Regions from separate parts of the Mus musculus genome. Here region 2 is linked to region 1. Evidence: chromatin contacts called from public Hi-C data. All regions are on one chromosome and are shown on one strand. Each heading gives the region's core, a stretch centred on a gene start, on an enhancer-like site or on the middle of the called end of the contact. The rest is flanking DNA. Distances are from core to core; before and after follow the strand shown.

Region 1 (2,990 bases), core at 202-2,701:
TGAAAAGATAGCAAATTTAAAAATAACTTTTCTCCCAACAGTTAAATGAGAGTTGCCTGAAATTAGAAGTAAATGTTCAATAAATATTTTTAAGTAATTCTTAACCAGGACCGGGTTCATAATGTTAGCTGCTACCAATAAGATGATTTGAATTCCCACACCCAAAAGAGAACCACTTTTAGATGGAGGGGTGGCCAAGAACATTACCATCTCCATCTTAGAAATTCTGCTGGAGAAAATAAGGGGAAGATCTGAGAGACATTTTACAACTAGTATAAGCTCAACACAGCCTTTAGGGGAAGCAGTTTGGAAGTTCCTGAAAAAAAAAAAAAAAGTTGAAAACAGAGCTACCATATGGTCCAACAATTCCACTTCTGGATATCGATCCAAAGGAGATGAAATCAGTACCTTGAAACGATCCTTACACTCTGCTCTCTCCAGCACAGGGGACAATAGCCAAATTACAGAAACAGCCCATGCTGGTGGATGAATGGATAAAGAAAATGTGAGCTACATAGGTGATCTATATGATTTGGCCTTATAAAGAAGGAAATACATTCCCTGCAACATGGATAAACTTGGGGGACATCATGCTAGACACACTAGGACAAATGCTGCACCCTTGTCTCACGTGTGGCATTCAAGGAGTTAAAGAGCAGGGTAGTCACTAAGGGCAGGGAGTAAAGGAAGTGGAGACTCTCACCTGCTGACTGAAGCCACTGCCTTTTAGATGTAAGCCCTAATTTACAGTGTGGAGATCTGAGCGCCACGGTTAAATTAATGATCCTAGGGCTGGGGGGGGGGGGGGGGTCCTCAGCGGGGACATGCTTAATTAGCAAGACAAAGCCTGGCCAGTCCCCAGCCCAGAAAAAAATAACAATGTATCAATTAGTGATAATGTATAGTAATTAGATCTTAAGCATTCAGACTACCCAGTAAAGGGTACCTGCAGAGATGGTTGTGAAATACCTGTCTTCATTTGGTAATTTTGTCACAGCTTTTATCAGATGTCTGCATCTTAAATATGGACAGCTTTTGTCAGTCATTCCTCAACAAAGGTGGAGGGGAAGACCTGGAAGTTCCTCAATTAAGCAATAATTGTCTTGTTCCAAAGTCTTCCTGACAATGCCAAAATCCAATCGATTCAAATCCAGGTGTTCAGGACTTTCTTCAGGGACAGAGAAAGTCATGTGATAGAAGAAACACAACCAACTGATACTTTGGATAACCTCATTCCACAGGATTTTCAAACTCACTTTCTTTTTAAGTATTGTTGTTCCGTAGCTGAATGTTACTTTCATTGGTATAGACATTTGCAAATGTTACATTTGTCAAAGATCTCTGCTAGAGAGACCAGGCATAACTTCTGTCACAGTGAAGGGTGCCTGGCAAAAGTAGATCAAGGGCTGCCGTTGCCTGTGATGTTTGCTTGCTTGCTTGTTTGGCTTCAGTGCTCAGGCCAGGACCTTTCACATCCCAGGCAAGTGCTCTATGCCCCTGACCCTTTTGAGACAGGGTTGCTTCCAGTTTTTCAAGAAGCTAAATTTATATAACCCTGCTGGCGTCCAGTTGCCCTCCTGCCTCTGGCTTTGCCTCACCTCCCCTGGCTGAACTGTTGCAGCTTCTAAACAAGGGGCTCATCCTTCGTCTGTCCATTTGCTCCTCTTTTTACTTTTCTGAGACTGGGTCTCACTATGACGTCAGGCTGGCTCAAATTCACAGAAATCCACCTGCCTTTATTTCCAGGCTGCTGCTGGGATTACAGGCGAGCACCACCAACACCTGGCTCTTCATTCCATGGAAATGATACATATTGAAAAGATGCTTGCGCTCAGCTTGCTGAGTGAGCTCGTGGGCGGGCGTAGTTCTTAAAGTTATCCTAAAGGTGTACACGTGATATGACTCATCATCTTGTGGAATGCAGAAATAGAAGACAGTTATCTGTGCTCTCTGCCAGTGCTCAGTGTGTGTGTGTGTGTGTGTGTGTGTGTGTTGGCTGTAAAACTAGGGAGGTAATCATGAGAGAGGATGAAGAGATCTTAAGGAAGGTAAGATCTTAATGGAGATTATTAGAGATCTTAATAGAGAGAATGAAAGAAAGGAGAGGGGTACCCACCTGGGGGAAGAAAAAGAACAAGACAGAGGAGGGAGGGGACCAAGAAAGGTCAGCATGGGAGGGAAAAAATTAAAACTAAGCATGGTGAGATGTGTGAGCAGAAGATGCCGTGAGGACACCCACCATTTTGTGTGCTAATCTCACAGATCAATAAATGAACACTAGCACAGACTTACACAAAGTTAACAAATCAGACAGGCTTAAAATCAATGGGATTTAAAGTCAGCTCTAAAAGAAACCAGGCTGGAAATTATGGATGTATATATAAACAGAGAAAATTATTTTTGGTACTTAACCAGGATATTGGAAATGCTTTTTTAAGTTTTAGGATGTTTGGAATAAATCAGGTATGTGAATACTTTTTCAGCTATAAATTATGTGAAATATAAATACAGATCAAGTATTTCTGATGCAAATCTAGTATTTGAATAGAAACATTCTGTAGGTTTAAAAATACACATAAATTTGGAAAGTTCTCATGAGAAAACCAAAGTGAAATGAAAAAATTGTATACTGACTATCTGTTTAAAAGATATCTTCGAGATACTCGGAGGGAGCAAACGTGTTATTAAAATGAATTTTCTCTCAAACATCACTCCCACCAAAGAATTTTCACCTGCTTCTCTTTTTACTACAACTACAAGAACATGTTCAGTTCTATATGCGTTCATCCTGATCCTGTTGGCAGCTTGCTTGGAAGGACGGCCCCCAAGGCAGATGAGTCCAATTTATGATACTTTTTATTTATACACAGTGGGAAAGTCTAGGTTTTACTTTTAACATCTCTGTGGGGTGTTGTTGTTGTTGTTGTTGTTGTTGTTTTCTCACCTAGAACTGAGGGTAACAATGTCTTTACCTCAGCAGTTGTTTTAGG
Region 2 (2,990 bases), core at 369-2,868, 80 kb after region 1:
CTCTGGAGGATGGAAACTGAGAGGTGGCTTGGAAGATTGTGGCAAGAGTCTTGGTGACAGAAAATGATGGCTAGCCTGGGAGAACATGAAGCTGGAAACAGATTCTGGGTGTAAACTGATAGTAGAGCCAACAGGGATTTCTGGCAGTTTGGCTATAAGTTGTGAAGGGGAAAGTCACATGTGACTTCAAGGTTTGGCCCAAGGACTAGGGCTGTCACTGATGGAATAGAGGTGTGTGTGTGTGTGTGTGTGTGTGTGTGTGTGTGTGTGTGTGTAGCAGACAGGAGTATGGATGGAACGGAGGGGTGTGGAGAGAGCAGACATGGCAGCAGAGTCTCAGTCTCAGATGCCTCCAGTTTAAGATTCTAAATGACATTTACTTGAGGATGGAGAATAAACAGTTCTGAAATGCCCAGCTTATTGGAACAACCCAACTCAGGAGAGTTCTGAGTGAGGAGACTTAGGAGTGTGCACACGATCCAACATAAGCTTCAGCGTTTCCAACGAGAAGTCTGATTTCCTGGATTCTCCATGATGGAAACATTCAGAAATATTTCTAGGATTTGCATGTGGCCACAGGACCTCATAAGTATTCCTCACAACCCGACTAGCTGTGATCTTGAATCTGCTTTTCCTGAGTCAGCACACTTTACCATAACCAGCCAGCCCAGACCTCAGTGCTCATGGAGATAAAGACCACAGAGCCACAGAGTCAAGGGCTTAAAGATAGCAGAAAGGTCACCCCACCCCACACTCACACTAACAGTACAGCTAAGAGCTCGTTAGTATCATCAGAAGGGAAGTATCTCCCACTTCCAAGGGCTCTCTCTTCCCTGGATGGAAGGCTCCATTAGAGAGTTCTCTCTTGCGTGACGCACAAACCTACCTCGCTGTTGTTCCTCTGTTTGCATCTAAGATACCGGAATAAATAAACGCTGAGCTATGTTTAGTGACTAAGACACAATGTGCAAGAGTGTTGACTGGACCACAGAGCTCTTGGCTTTCAGTACTTTGTGGGACCTGTCAAATGGTTTAGGTTTCAAAACTTAAAACTCTTGGCTTCACTAACCCCCAACCCCAATCTCTCAGTCGAGAGGTTTCCTGAATGTTGGAAGGGAAAGTAAACCAAACGGGCGTTTGTTTCTCATCAGTGAAAGCAAAGAGCTTGGGAGAGGTGCACTGACCTATTTTTGTCCTTGTGTGGTGGAGGGTTGCCAAGAACAAGCAAAGGCGTTTTCCTGTGGTCAACACCAGAGTTCAGAGATCAGGATGGTGGTGCTGGGCCTTGAGGCTGAAGAAGGAAGATTCAGGAATAAGATTCAGACTCTGGGAGCCATCAGGTCTGTCTTAGATCCACATTCAAGACACCTTAGCCTTCATATCCCTGAATCCTCTTCTGCCTGGGCCAACATTGTTCTGCTAGTAGAAAGCAGACAACAAGTCTATGTGCAGGTTTCTCAGCACCTCCAGAGCTCTGTGGGATGCTGTGACTGCTGGTATTTGTTCTGAGTCCCAAATGCAGGCCGCTGGCTCCTTTTGGCTACATTCCTAGGGTGGCAAGGCATTCGGTGTTATGGCACAGAAGACAAAGGGGTGGAGTTAACACAAAGCATTTGAGGACTGTCCCAGATTCAAAGGTTGAAGACAGTTCAGGGGAACACTGACTTCACAGACCCAGAGATCTGGGTTCCAAACTTTGCCTGTGGGACCCAGGAGAACAGGGATCCAGTGACAGCAATTTGGGTGATAAATCACCAGGAGGTCCTGGATTCTTCTGCACTTGCATTTTCTTTGATGATCCATCCCAAGTGTGAATTCAAAGTGCATTAAAAAAAAAAACTAATATTTTTAATGCAGATGTCAAAAATCAACATAAAATACAGATTTTTCAGTAAGTCTGAGATGACTCAGAAAGCTTGAACCTCCCCCCCCCAACCCCCCATGGCTGCAGAGCCCTTCTGCTTAACAGAAGGGATGGGGCAGATACTCAGCTGCTAACCTCTGAACGCCCTGCCCTCGCTCCAAGGACTGTATTGACACCCTTTTCTCATCTACACGGACAACTTAACACTTGATTACCAGCCTGTCCCTTAGCAACCGAAGGGAGCGAGTGGCCGATATGTCCTGTGCTTGTGATCACTCAATAAAAGCCAGGCGATTATGTAACCCACCTGAGTGTGCCTCCCATGGGGCATGCAGTTGGGGTGCCCCCACACACACCTGCTAATCTGGCCTCTCCTCCCTCAGCAAGCTTCCTGCTTGGCCCTAGTGGGTGCTCTGGGCGCCAGTCTGACTTTCTTGGATTTGCTTTCTATTCTTTTGGCAGGCTCTGGAGCAGGTGCGATTGATTCCTTTTGTGTTTGTTTAGAAATGCTCTTGACCCGCTGTGAGGACTCAGGCCTCCCTTAGGGTGGTTTGGTTTGCTTCCGTTCCTTTGTGGCTGTGTTTACAACGGTGTTTATTTGGTGCGGTTTCTTGGAACTGAAATGTGTATTCTCTGGAGACATGAACACTGGGTAGACATAATGACATTCCTTGGATTTGGAGGGTCCCCAGAATGTAGTAATCTCTCTCCAGGCACTAGAACTACACAGAATGGATAGGGCTTTATTATTGAAACTACAGCAAGGGCCGTAGCATGGCTCAGCCAAGAAGGGGGCTTGCTGCCAACCTGATGTTCTGAGATCAATCCCCAGAACCCACATGGGAGAAACAGAATGGACTCTTGCGAGTTGTTCTTTGGCCACATGAGTGCTGTGGCCCACATACCCACATCCACATAAAATAACTAAATGTAAAAAAAAAAAAAGTTGTTATTCAGAAAAAAATTTTTTTGAGAGAGGGTCTCAGGCTGTCCTTGAACTCCTGATTCTGCCTCACTGTTCTTATATTACATGTAAGTCCTGGACTATGGGTGTGTGCACCGTGCCTAGTTTATGTGGTGCTAGGGACTGAGCCTAGAGCTTCATGCATGTTAGATAAGCACTCTA

What was found. A called contact is a pair of places that touch in the nucleus more often than the background predicts.
Region 2: a Hi-C map of liver shows a contact between it and region 1, with 2.2 times the contacts expected there. The contact joins two enhancer-like sites. A contact is called at or near these places in 1 of 15 datasets of contacts at CTCF or cohesin (the NIH/3T3 cell line), 7 of 484 Hi-C or Micro-C datasets (8-cell embryo, bone marrow-derived macrophages, granulocyte-monocyte progenitors and 2 more), 3 of 115 datasets of contacts at active chromatin or transcription factors (the HL-1 cell line, the HPC-7 cell line and liver) and 3 of 9 other capture datasets (adipose tissue, liver and pancreatic islet).

What each region holds. Positions count from the first base shown.
Region 1 is chr1:191,412,715-191,415,704 of GRCm38.p6, forward strand. No RefSeq gene overlaps it. Among named protein-coding and RNA genes, the nearest start is that of Gm32128, 6.4 kb to the right of the region's middle. Within about 2 kb of position 1,452, at least 14 of the 459 cell types and tissues checked have an H3K27ac peak or open chromatin away from gene starts, as enhancers often do. A contact at or near this core is called in adipose tissue and liver, where this site is marked.
Region 2 is chr1:191,492,988-191,495,977 of GRCm38.p6, forward strand. No RefSeq gene overlaps it. Among named protein-coding and RNA genes, the nearest start is that of Gm32334, 7.1 kb to the left of the region's middle. Within about 2 kb of position 1,619, at least 55 of the 459 cell types and tissues checked have an H3K27ac peak or open chromatin away from gene starts, as enhancers often do. A contact at or near this core is called in adipose tissue and liver, where this site is marked.